Regions from separate parts of the Mus musculus genome. Here regions 1 and 3 are each linked to region 2. A link is a contact called in public Hi-C data. All regions are on one chromosome and are shown on one strand. Each heading gives the region's core, a stretch centred on a gene start, on an enhancer-like site or on the middle of the called end of the contact. The rest is flanking DNA. Distances are from core to core; before and after follow the strand shown. Region 1 holds the start of 1700083H02Rik (RIKEN cDNA 1700083H02 gene). Region 2 holds the start of 9630002D21Rik (a long non-coding RNA gene). Region 3 has its middle 57 kb from the start of 1700083H02Rik.

Region 1 (4,276 bases), core at 138-2,637, 190 kb before region 2:
ATCTCTCTTTTTCGTGGCTTTGGATTGAAATTTGGACACATCAGGTCACCAGTGACTCCAGCTTCCAAAGAGGGATGACAATATTTTTTGTTCTTTCCTACCATTTCAAAATGGCCTGTGCTCAGCTGTTTCTAGCTTTGCTGAAGTGAAAGAAAGCTGAATGCTGAAATGCAGTGTGCTTATTCCTTTATATTTCCATCACCTATTTACTTGACCTCTTTCCATTAAGTTGTCACCTTACCTTTGCTTTGTTCCCTCGGCCCCCAACTAGTACATGCCTAGTACGTTGTCTGAGATCACATCTGTTCAATTCAATGGTGTCATAACCACAGGGCACCAAACATCGAACTGTTTATTTGAAGTTTTGAAAGGGGTGTGTATGTGATTTTCTTGGTTTTATTATGTGTGAAACATCAGTATTGACAACTCTTTATTCTTAAGGAGGCACTGATAAAAATAAAGAGGTTGAATAAGTTGAAAAAAATAATCACTGATGTCGATATTCCTCAGACTGTAGCCTGTGGACAGCAGCTTCCCCCAGACAGCACATTTGCTACTTGTCTGTATTGCCGCTGTCCTTGCTTAATTCTGTCTGTCCCTTGATCCTCTTCGCACACAATTTATCAAGTTCAATTTTTTTCTTTTGATTAAAGAAGGGCTTTTTTGGTGATCATTTTAAGAGGAGGAAGTGGACACTACAGGAGCGCGATGGCCCAGGCTCAGTTCCCAGGGAATCCCGGCATTTAGACCTTTCTTGACTTTTTAACTTCCTGGTTAAGGTTGGGCTGGGTGCCTTTCCCCGACCTGTTTTGCTGCAGATGGAAAAAAGAAATGTCAGTGAGAACGGAGACACATGGGCTTGCTTTCGGAAAAACAAATGCAACTCAAAGATTATATTTTGGTGCATATAGTTTGTCAATATGACCACCAAAAGTGCCCCTAGGGAGACACGAATGTGTGTTCACATTGTGTTCACCCTCAGAGAATTATTTTGCTTGGCAAGTTACGGAACACATGCTTGGCAAACTCACAAGACGAGAAATTGAAGCGGAAAAGGCTTGGTTTGTAGACATTCACAGTCCCCTGTAAATCATGGGGTAGCGGACGCTAATATTGTTAAGGAGTATTGACAACCAACAGAGGCCTCATGGGCTGAATGGCTGCTAAAGGTGGGCAAGTCAGTATCTCAGCAGAGATCTCCCTCATCTTCCCTCCCCAGTCTCTCTTTACCTCTGCTTTACTAATCTTCATTCTTCCCTCTAGTTTTTTCTTTTCTTTCCAAAAAATGTTACACATATTAAGGTGCACCTTTGCTCTCATTTGGGAGATTTGGTGGCCCAGGCACTTCAGGCCACTTCATTTCTTCTAAGTTGTCCTATGGCACTCATGTTTTGTGGGAAAGGAAAATTCCATATAAGAAGCATCCAGAGTTCCATATTGTATTTTCAGTGACTCTGGAATGTTGGAATTGGGCGTAACAGGTGGAGTGGGGAGTGTCCTTATCTGGAGATGGGATGGAATATCAGTTACTTTCCTGTCGCTGTGATGATAAATGCCCCAATAAATCGACTTAAGGAAGACAGGATTTATTTTGGCTCATAGTTTGGCAGAACAGCCCACCATAGCGGTGGTGGAAGCCTGGCTTAGGCAGGAGCCCGAGGCAGTTGGTCAACCTGCATCTGTAGTCAGGAAAGGGAGAGACAAATGCTCACCCTAGGTTACTTTCTTTCTTATTCAGTTCTAGACTCCAGCCCCTAGCTTGGGGGGATTCCAGAGTTCAGGTAGGTGGGTCTTCCTGCTTCTGTTAACCAATCCAGATACTCTCCCACAGGCACACCTGAAGGCTTGTTTCCTAGGTGATTCTAGAAGGTCAATGTGACAATCAATATTAACCATTACAGAGGGTTGATAAAGTGATAAGAAACATTTCACTCCAAAGGCCAAGGTGGACTTGGAACTCTATGTTTTCAGCCGATCATCACTTAAAGGAAGGGTTTTATTTCATTGTTATCTTTATCTATATCTATATCTATATCTATATCTATATCTATATCTATATCTATACCTTTATCCTTATCCTTATCTTTATCTATATCTTTATCTATATCTTTATCTTTATCTTTATCTTTATCTTTATCTTTATCTTTATCTATATCTTCATCTTCATCTACATCTACATCTACATCTATTTATAAGATTGCTTTTTAAAAATTCTGGTGCCAAGGGTCGAACTCACACGTGCTATATACCCTTTATCCCTGAGTTGTCTCCCCCTGCCCCACTTTTGGATAGGGAGCCCCTAACTTGGCCACACACATCATGAGCTCACCCTGTAACCCAAGCAGTCCTTGTGATCCTCCTGCCACAGTCTTCCTAGTGGTGGAATATAGTGCTATAGTACAGGGCCTATTCCAAGAAGAGTTTGAGTCCCTTAAGGAGGAAAGACCTCTCTCTCTCCCCATGGAGCCCCAGTTTCATTCTCCTCTGTGGGTTTTATGTTTTCTTGGATCAGAGTTTCAATAAAACAAATTCACCAGTGGCCTTGCTCTGTGGGTATCTGGTGAGAACAAAGGAATCATAAAAGAGTTGTCGGTCCTTGTCTGAACAGGGCTATAATCCTACAAAGTACGGCTCCCTTTTATAAAGGGAGCCATGAAGAAATAACCTTTATGATGAGGTTTCTTGGAATTTCTGCAATGCATGTGGATCTGAAGCTGCCGAATGGATGTAAGTTATTAAAAAAAAAAAATCAAGACCATGGCAATAAAGATGCCATTGAGTAAAAGAATTGATAATGCACAGAACTTTGTACTTTTTTGTGTGGCCTTTCATTTTAAAAGATAAATCTGTTTCTTTTTTTCTTTATTTTTTTTTTTAAGCTTTGACAAACAAAGTGGATTTTTTTGGGCTATCTGTGAGATAGGGCAAAAAGAACAAAGACATGAAATCAGTAATGTGCACAGTGACCTAGTGGACTCCATGCCCAGATGGGAAACAAAGTCCTCTTAAGATGCCTATTAAAAGGTTTTTTAAAAATGTGATGTAGTCAAAGTTTTTTATATCTACATTACTAATTTTACTTTATGAATTTTCTCTTGTTTGATATTTTTTTCATTCACTGCTGATCTTTGGAAAGATATTTTAAAAGGATCTACTAAATATGGATGGGATTTAAATAGCTTGAACTTTTCCTCTCTCTGTGTGTCTCTGTGTCTGCCTCTCTCTCTTTCTCTCTCGCTCTCTTGCTCTCTCGCTCTTCTTAAAAGTCACACCACAGCGCTGTAAAGATAGCCCAGTGGTTAAGAACAGTTACTGCTCTTACAGAGGATCCAGGTTCAGTCCTCAAACTGGGCAGCTCACAACCACCTGTAACTCCAGCTCCAGAGGATCTGATGCTTTCTTTCTTACCCTTAAACATGTACACACACACACACACACACACACACACACACACACACACACACAAATAAATCTTTTTTTTTAAAAAGTCAGCATGCTTCTTGCTTCTTAAGAACAGGAGCAGAATCAAGATCTGGTCTCAGGAGAAGAATCTGGGAAACGTAGAAGGAAGGGAAGGAAACCCTAGCTCCATGAGACGTCAGCTTCTCAGCTGTTCTATCTGGGGCCAATTGGTGACTTTCCAATAGGATCTATTTTGGAAAACTGTTTCCATTGTCCAAAATTAAATCCCAGTATGTAAGTAGTAATCTTAGCTAGAAAGGGCTCCAGCATCCTGTTTCTCGGGGCTGTCTAGAAATGTTCCTTCCTGAAGGACAAGACCCCTCTGAGGGTCCTGGAACAGCCAGCAAAATGATTTCACAGTTGAACTCTCAGTTTCTGCATCTCCTCGTCTAACATTTCCTTAGACTAGAATAAATGCTATATTAAAACCTCAATTATGTCAGAATCTTCCTTAAGAACAAATGTTGTGACTGTTCAGATAGGATAGCATGACTAAATTTACGCTGGGTGTCCACAAATGCATCTCTCTCTCTCTCTCTCGTCTCTCTCTCTCTCTCTTTCTTCTTCTTCTTCTTCTTCTTCTTCTTCTTCTTCTTCTTCTTCTTCTTCTTCTTCTTCTTCTTCTTCTTCTTCTTCTTCTTCTTCTTCTTCTTCTTTCTTTTTGATTCTGAGTTAAGGGGAAAAAAAGAAAATAAAGAAAACAGAACAAAACCATGGTCTAGAATCAATAACGCACCCGAGAGGACTCCTGCTCAAACTGCTAACATTAACCATAGTGATGTCCTCTGGTTCATCGCAGTCTGGTCCGGTGAGA
Region 2 (4,191 bases), core at 979-3,478:
CTGGGTTCAGATCCCCAGCATCCATGTAAGAGTTTGGATGTGGTCATATGTGTTGGTAATATGCTGAGGGAGGCACAGAGAAGAGGATCACCCAGGCTTGCTAGCTACCAGCCCAGCTCCAGTTTTAGTTAAGAGACCCTGTCTCAAGGGACTAGGTGGAAATTGACAGAGCAGGACATATGCCACATCCCTTAGGTCTCTGAGCATACTCGTGTGTATGTACCATACTAATGCACACACATTATCACACACAACTTATTCTGAGAACATATCCTTGTCATTAAGTGATGCATAATATTATATATATCTACATATGTATGCATATACAGATACAGGTAAAAGCATACAGTTATGTGTACAGACACACACATACACACACACACACACACATATACACACAACTGTGCATGTTCAGCAAGCCCATCTTAAATCACCTCTACACTCATCTTGCCCTTCCCATGATAGGCAGGGCAGGGAATGCCTGTTGAAAAGTCGGGGCAGTGTGCACTCCAGTACAATCCTTACTACCAGTTTGGAGATGTCTGTCTTCAGCGTTCTCATCGTGGTCGATATTTGCTTGAGTCAATAGCTGTTCATGGTGAAGAAGCACCTTTGAGGGTTAAGTGCTTTCAGACTCTGAACACCAGTGCCTGCCTTAAAATGCCACTTAGCTGTCTAATATCTCTTGTTCATCCTATCCCTACACAGCTACGTGTCTGGAGAAACCAGCCTACACTTGCTGCTGCCTACTTCGATGTGGTCACAGCCCTCACCACAATACAGAAACTGCTTTCTTTAGACTCAACAGAGCCTTTTCCGTGACTGTATCTGATATGCATTGACTTCAGTTTACTTATTGTCTTAGCTTGATGAATCCACTCGTGGCCTATACTCTTTCCCTAACAAGGTTCCCTCTGTCTTCCTCGGCCATGTCTCTCTTGGTTTGCATCTTGTGTCATCTGCCTGTAGTATTGCAGACTCTTCCAGCTAAAGTGGTCTATTTTGGGTTAAGCAGTATCTCCCAAAAGACAGATCGATGTCCTGGTCCTGCAACCTGTGAATGTGACCTTCCTTGGTAATTGTGTCTTAGCAGATGTTATCCAGTTAAAACAAGGATATTAGGTTGGGTGCTAATCAGTATGACTGATGGCCTCAGAAGAAAAGGAAGACAAGAGACCAGAGGGCTGTGGGACAACAGAGGCAGAAGGTGGGGCAGTGCAGCCTCAAGCTAAGGAGCATGCCAAGGATTGCTGATAAATGGCAGAAGCTAGAAAAGGAGGGATCGACCACATCAGATTTCAGAGGGAGCTGGGCCCTGACAGCAGAGTGATTTAAGACATGTCATCTCCAAGATGATGACATACAACCCTTGTGCTGGTTTATTCCACTTGTACTTTGTCACAGCAACGGTAGGAAATTAAGATGGGGGTGGGGTGGGGTGAGGTGGGGGTGGGGGTCGGGTAGGTGGAGAGTGTCTGGAGAGATAGTTCAGTGGTTAAAAGCACTCCTTGATTGTCGCGGGCCGTCCAGCGGCTCGCGAGGAACTGGTATGGCTGAGATGGCAGACTCGAGCTGAAAGAAAAGGAACTAGACTGACGGGAGAAAGAACGGAGCTAAGACAACCGGTTTCTAATCAAAGCTCAATTTTACTATTCAGTGCACTGGGTTATGAAGAAGGGGGAAGGGGCTCATTCCTGCCAAACAATCCTGGAGTCCAGTTGCAGGTGACCACGTGCTTGGCTCCGGAGCAGCTAGGCGGCAGGTAGCAGGTAGCAGCAGTGGGAGTGGCAGAACGATGGGGCGGGGCGGCAGGCTCCACCCCACGCTCCCTTCCTGCTAATAGTGAAACCTGAGCTAACAGGTTTCAGGCCGAGGGTGGGGAGGTTACACTTGATCTTGCAGAACCTTTGATACCCAGCCCTCACATGGGATGCTCCTAACTGTAATGTCAGTTCTAGGGGTTCTGACGCCCTCTTCTGGTCTCTGCTAACTCCAGCATACTCATGGTATCCACTCACACAAACACAAACTTCTTGCCCATTCTCCACAAAGGGCACCTTCCTCATCTCATGGGTTAAATGTAGTTTCATTCAGACTCATAAGCCCGAAATTTCTTTTAGTAGAAATAGAGAAATCCAGGATAGGCAGAGCTACACAGAGAAACCCTGCCACCCACCCCCCCCCCCAAACAAAACAAAACAAATAAAACCAAAGAAACAAAACGAAATAGAATAGGCACGGGTGCTGCGTGATGCTGCCCACAGGAGCCGCAGTTTTAAGTTACAGTGACTCACAGGAAGGTTTATGTTGTACAGAATTCTGTCCTTGGTGATGGGCTGCCATTGCCTATGCCTGGACTGTTCTGCCCGTGGATCTGCCTGGCGTGGGGTACTTCCAGATGCCGCCCGTGATGATGATTCCTGGGAATTTGGCAATAACAAAAGGTCAGTATGTTCTCAGGAAAGCTTCTTATGGAACATTCTAGCATGGGGGGATGTTTAGCCTGGTGACTCTGCAGTGGAGTTTCAATAATGAATTCAGTAAGAAGCGTGTCCCCGGGCAGCTCTGTCCCCGGTGGGACTGTCTGATGAAGTGGGCTCTGTTAACCGCTCTGGGGGCTTCATAGGCTTTGATTACTGCTCACGAGGTTTGCATTTCTTCAAGGAGCTTAATGAGGTTTTTCTAGGGGGCAAAAATCATAAATTTCCATGTTTTAGTAGCTCGCTTGGTAGAAGCATAAATTGTACATCTCTCTCACAGCCCATAGGAGAGGATGCCTCACTTGCTTCTTCTGTGAGGTAGTAAGACAAATGTCATCTGGTCCATCACGTCTGAAGAAATATAGAGAAGAGCATGGTTACCATAAACATTAATTATCTTTTAAAGGGACATACTCAGTTTAAACAAAAATATCAGGTTTGCAAAATGTGTAATGTGTCTTTTGCAGCAGTAGGAGCCAATGCCCAATGTCAACTGAATGTTTTTATAGCCTTAAAATATCTGCATTCATTTTCTTTTATATGGTCATAATTATAGAGCAAAACAAATCATTTCTAGTAAATTCCAACTTATTTAAGTGATCTTCTTCTCCCACCAATCTTCTTTGATTGATTTATTTATTTCCTATTCTTTTGTTTAAAAGTACTTCTATATCTTAAATGATTCTAACCAAATTCATAGTTGATAGCCAAATGTTTTTAATAACTCTCCCCCATAGTTTAATGGCAAACACATCAACGTATGCTCGACTGCCTGTCAGCTCACTAATAGTGGCATCCGTTCCTCTGAGGAGCCCGGGAATGTATATATAAAAAATGCAATCAGAGGCATTCTAAATGAAATAGCAAATTTAGCTGATGGAATGTGTGGCATACTAATGAGCCTCTGCCAGGCCCGCTGTGCGCTTGTGCGTGACAGGCTGAGAGTGATGACCTTGTTCCAGACTTAAGCAGAGAGTCACTGCAGCTGGCGACAAATAGATGCCTCTGATTACACTCCAGCCACCCCGCCTCTCCTGGGACCTTAGTAGGAACTCGCAAAACACATGAAAAAAAAAATGCAACTTCAATTCACGTCACAGATTTGCTGACTTCTGGGGGAGTGGGGCACAGGCAAGGGGATACCTGGAGCTAAATCTCTGAAGTCCACAAATAGCTTCAAAATTCCTTGTTCTCCTAACTGATACACTTAACAAACAAACAAACAGACAAACAAACAAAACAACAACAAAACTAAACCTAGAAACTCATAGCACAGGCTGGCCTGGAACTTCTTATGTAGCTAAGGATGACCCTGAGTTTCTGAGCCTCTTGTCTCGGCCTTCTGAGTCTTGGCCATACCGGTGTGTGCTATTATGCCTAGTTTATGTGGTGCTGGGGATAGACCCCAGAGCTTCATGCAGGTTACACCAGCACTCAACCCACCAAGCCCCTTCTCTAACCCCTTAGGCAACATGTTCTCAAAATTAATCTTAAAATTCAGCAATTAATCTTAAAATTCGCTGCCTTCCCTTGCTGCTTACAATCTTTGAAAAATAAAAACCTTTTAAGCACAACCTGCAAACAGTTTAAAGGGTTCCCTAAAACAGGAGGAGGAGCTTAAGGACTGGTCCAGGAGTGGCGCTTTAGCTGATAACGCGGTTGCCCAGTGGGCTCAGTGGAGACACACACACTTCCTAGTACTGATGGTGAG
Region 3 (4,025 bases), core at 713-3,212, 140 kb before region 2:
AGTAACCCCTTTCCTAGCGCTCAGATTCATTGTCTCTGCTTCTGAAATTGCTCTTCTTATATATATATAAATAGATTTCTAAATATATAAATATAAGTTGATCAGTCTGTTTGAAGTTTCTTGTGTGTATATAACTTTACAGGTGACCAAATGGTATTGGATAACCGATCTGGAGGGGACTCTCCCCTGGGGAAGACCGTTTCTCCTCATCTCAGCGTTTCTTAGTTGCCTGTGGTCCTTGTCCAGGGTTGGGGCCCGAGCTTTCCCCCTTCCATGTTGGCATGTCTATTGGGGTCATCTGGACTCAGATCTTGCTTAGGCATCCATATTAATAACTTCATGGGCGCAGCTTGTTTGGCATTTCTAGGAGATGCAGTCTCCCAGCAGACTTTATGGTTCCCTGGCTCTTAAAATCTGTCTGCTCCCTCTTTCAAGATGTTCTCTGAGGCTTAGGTGCAGAGGATGTGTTGTGGAGAGGGGAGGGGACCCACAGGGGCTGTGTACCACATGATCACCTGCTCTCTGCCTCTTGTTCTGTTTCTGTTTTCTGTAATGTCCTTCATCCTTTGCAAAGAGAAGTTTCTTTGTTGAAGGGTGACATCTATACTTACCTGTGGGTATAAGGATAAATGTTTAGATTGTGGCCTGCCTGCCTTCCTTCCGTCCTTCCGTCCTTCCTTCCTTCCTTCCTCTCTCTCTCTCTCTCTCTCTCTTTTCTTTTCTTTTCTTTTTGTTTCGTTTCGTTTTTTTGTTTTGTTTTTTTGTTTGTTTGTTTGTTTTGTTTTGCTTTTGAGACAGGGTTTCTCCATATAGCCCTGGCTGTCCTGGAACTCACTTTGTAGACCAGGCTGGCCTCGAACTCAAAAATCTGCCTGCCTCTGCCTCCCGAGTGCTGGGATCAAAGGCGTGTGCCACCATGCCCGGCTCTTTTCTTTTTTTAAAACACAAAGTCTCATTCTATAGTCCTTGCTGGCCTAGAACACTATATAAACTAAGCTGACCATGAACTCACATAAGCCCACCTACATCCACCTTCAGAGTGTTAACAAATATTCTTGTTCAGGTCATGGTGTGGTGGTGGTGTGTGTGTGTGTGTGTGTGTGTGTGTGTGTGTGCTTTCATTTAAAGTATCTAGTGTGGTCTCACTGCCAGATTGGCTCTGTCATGGACAAGAGTTGCATGTAGACCATTAAGCTGGTCAGAGTTGCCAAAGTAACTGGACAGAACTGTTCCACGGGAGAGTGTACTTAGGTATGTGTGTAACTTATGGATAATACCAGTGGCCCCAACATCCAAAGTATGAAAGGTTCATGGGAGACGGTGCTGTGCTTACCCTATTGGAACTAGAAGGAGAGGCTTGAAGGATGTGCTTACCTGCTGCTGGGTCCTGGATATCCATCACGTGGATTATGGGACAACCTGGAACTGCTAAACCCTCTCCTTATTGTCCCTAATGACTGTGCCTTTAGCACGGGGTAAACCTCAGATCCAAGTTATGGCAGTTATGACTATTAACTTCTGTTACTTAGAATGAATGGCCCATATTGTTAAACATGTGTGTATATGTGTATTTGTGTGTATGTGGTGTGTATATGTGTGTTTATGTATGCATGTATGTGTGGTGTGTGTGTGTGTGTGCGCGCGCGCATGTACGCACATGCATATATGTGTGCAGATCTATATGCCTGTGCATGCATGTGTATGAAGGCCACAGAAAGATGCTGGAGGTCCTACTCTGTCACTCTTCCACCCTTGAGACAGTGTTTCTCGCTGAACTGGAGCTAGGCTGGCACCAAGCAAGCTCTAGTGATTGTCCTGCCACTCAAAGTGTTAGGGTGTCAGGCACACGTGGCCAAGAACAGCTTTGGAATTCAGGTTATCTTGCTTATGCAACAAGCACTCTTACCTACTGAGTCATCTCACCAACCACATACATTTAAAAATAATTTTCTCAGAGTCTGATTCTGGGTTAAACACATTATGACTTCATTCAGTTTCCATGCCCATATCTAGGAAGTAAGCCATTCTTAGAAGTATGCTTCTTTTTAAATGAGGAAAGGAGGTTTAGAGAGGCTGGGCAAGCATATAGTCATTTAGTTGGTAAGCTGTTGGACTCATATAATCACAGAATTGAGACCCGTGCAGTGCGATTAGAAGACTTTTAAGTTCTGCATCATTCCCATTCCCATGTATAATGATGCTACCCTGTTTCCTGGCTTCAACTGTAACTCTTATCTCTTCCTTACTCATGCTTCATCCACTCTGACTGGTTCAGTGTGACTAGACACAAGCCAGACTCTCATAGCTTCTCGACTTGTCAAAGGCTGTTACGTCTGCCTGATGTAGAGTGTTTGATCCACTACCCATCTTCTCTATCAGTTGAGAGTGTTCCTCCAGGATGACGCCAAGCATTGGTGCTCCCACAGGAGCATCTAAATCAAGAGTTGTCCCTTTCCCCTCCCTGTGTTTCTCTGTATCATGCCTCTGTTGGTATTGCTTTGGTGTTTCAGTCTCTGGGTTATCTGTAGCTCAGCCTCCTCTATATTCTAGATGTTAGCTGATAAATCTCCCTGGGAAACATACAGGGAATGCTGGACCTAGCATGAAGAGAGGGACTCAGAACTAGGCAGAGGGGAAGTGAGTCAGGGGTCTCTATGGAGGTGAAACTGTCCTGTAGTGCCCTTCCTCACTGAAGTAAGAGGCTAGCCACTAGTCTCTAAGGACTACCAGTCAGTAGATGTGTACTGTTCCTGGAAGAAGACATAACCATAGGGGTCATAAGAATACTTTGGGAGACCTAGGCTTTGAACTTGTGGTACCTAAAGCCCTTTGGACATCTCAGTAGACATCTGAATTGTATACTATAGCATGAGTTATACATGAGTGAATCCATGGAGGAGTCTGTCTTCCAAAATCACATATGTGGAATATGTAGCCCATGCTTCACACAGCCATTTAAAATTGGAAAGAAATCATGACAGTATAGAAATGGATTAATTCATTAATTTCATTCATGTTAAAAATAGTTATTTGTTTGGTTTTGTCAAGATAGAAAATTTCTTTATATGTTCAACTTTGCCCTTCAAGACAGTTGACATCCCCGAAGGAAGAAAGTGTGTGTCTAAGCTAAAAGAAGCTTTTCAATTTGTTTTGTCATCATCAACACAGCACGTGATCATGAGCATAAAGTGAGCATGTTTATTGATCGATATCAGAACCTGGGACTATGCATATGACTTTGGTGCACCCACCTTTTATTATTATTATTATTACAGACAATGGGGTTAAATAATGATGTAAAGTGCCATTGTGCTGAGTGTTAGGCTCAGATTTAGTCTATAGAGTCTATAAGCTAGAGGTTTCCTTCCTCCCCATTCCTGTATATTCCTGAATTGGTCCTGAGATATGGCCTGATTAGTTTAGAGCTCCCTGCAGATATAATGACTTCTTATCCTGGTTCCTCTCATCCAGATGCAAAAGTGGCCTCTTGAAAGGAAACTCTGGTCTTTGACCACCAGAACCTTTGACACCAACTACCTGGAGGAATCTAAGCAACCAATGGAGAGACTCAGGAAGAACGAGCCTGTTAGTAGAGTCATTCCTTTTGTGAATTATGTCAAGCTGTGGTCAGTTAGAATGATCATGGAATTGCTGACTGATCTGTAGTAATACATATATCATTTGTCATTTTTGTCATTTGACATACTTCCTGGTTGTGAGCCAGAGACACGTTGGTGTCTCTAACCTGAGAAATGGAAAAGGTTTCTAGGATCTCCCTCCTTTACAAAGGCGCAGATACCCTAGTCACCTTTAGCTTTCTTCCTCTGGGTTCAAGACAAGAAGAGTTAGGAAGAAGGACTCTGTAGCATCTTACAATCTATTGTTCCTTCACATTTTACACAGTGGCCCAACTTTCTATTAAAAGTGCTACTTGTGGACATCCACCCATGATGGATAACTACACCCTTATATGTCTTTCAACTTGATGAACAGACATCTTCAATATTTTATGAGTGGCTGCATGC

The links. Hi-C and Micro-C count contacts between places; a contact is called where the count stands out from the background.
Region 1: a Hi-C map of cerebral cortex shows a contact between it and region 2, with 1.9 times the contacts expected there. The contact joins the promoter of 1700083H02Rik here to the promoter of 9630002D21Rik in region 2. A contact is called at or near these places in 4 of 484 Hi-C or Micro-C datasets (cerebral cortex, cortical neurons, liver and 1 more) and 3 of 115 datasets of contacts at active chromatin or transcription factors (SST interneurons, embryonic stem cells and stem cell-derived neural progenitor cells).
Region 3: a contact with region 2 is called in a Hi-C map of embryonic heart, with 1.9 times the contacts expected there. The contact joins the enhancer-like site here to the promoter of 9630002D21Rik in region 2. A contact is called at or near these places in 1 of 15 datasets of contacts at CTCF or cohesin (stem cell-derived epiblast-like cells), 12 of 484 Hi-C or Micro-C datasets (the HPC-7 cell line, cerebellum, embryonic heart and 2 more) and 3 of 115 datasets of contacts at active chromatin or transcription factors (SST interneurons, bone marrow-derived macrophages and embryonic stem cells).

Annotation. Positions count from the first base shown.
Region 1 is chr12:71,382,821-71,387,096 of GRCm38.p6, forward strand. It overlaps 1700083H02Rik (RIKEN cDNA 1700083H02 gene), which reads right to left and starts at 1,388. Exons shown (of 2, transcript NR_136902.1): 1 at 1,231-1,388; 2 at 334-812.
Region 2 is chr12:71,575,703-71,579,893 of GRCm38.p6, forward strand. It overlaps 9630002D21Rik (a long non-coding RNA gene), which reads left to right and starts at 2,229. Exons shown (of 3, transcript XR_872814.1): 1 at 2,229-2,444.
Region 3 is chr12:71,439,214-71,443,238 of GRCm38.p6, forward strand. No RefSeq gene overlaps it. Among named protein-coding and RNA genes, the nearest start is that of 1700083H02Rik, 57 kb to the left of the region's middle. Within about 2 kb of position 1,963, at least 13 of the 459 cell types and tissues checked have an H3K27ac peak or open chromatin away from gene starts, as enhancers often do. A contact at or near this core is called in SST interneurons and embryonic heart, where this site is marked.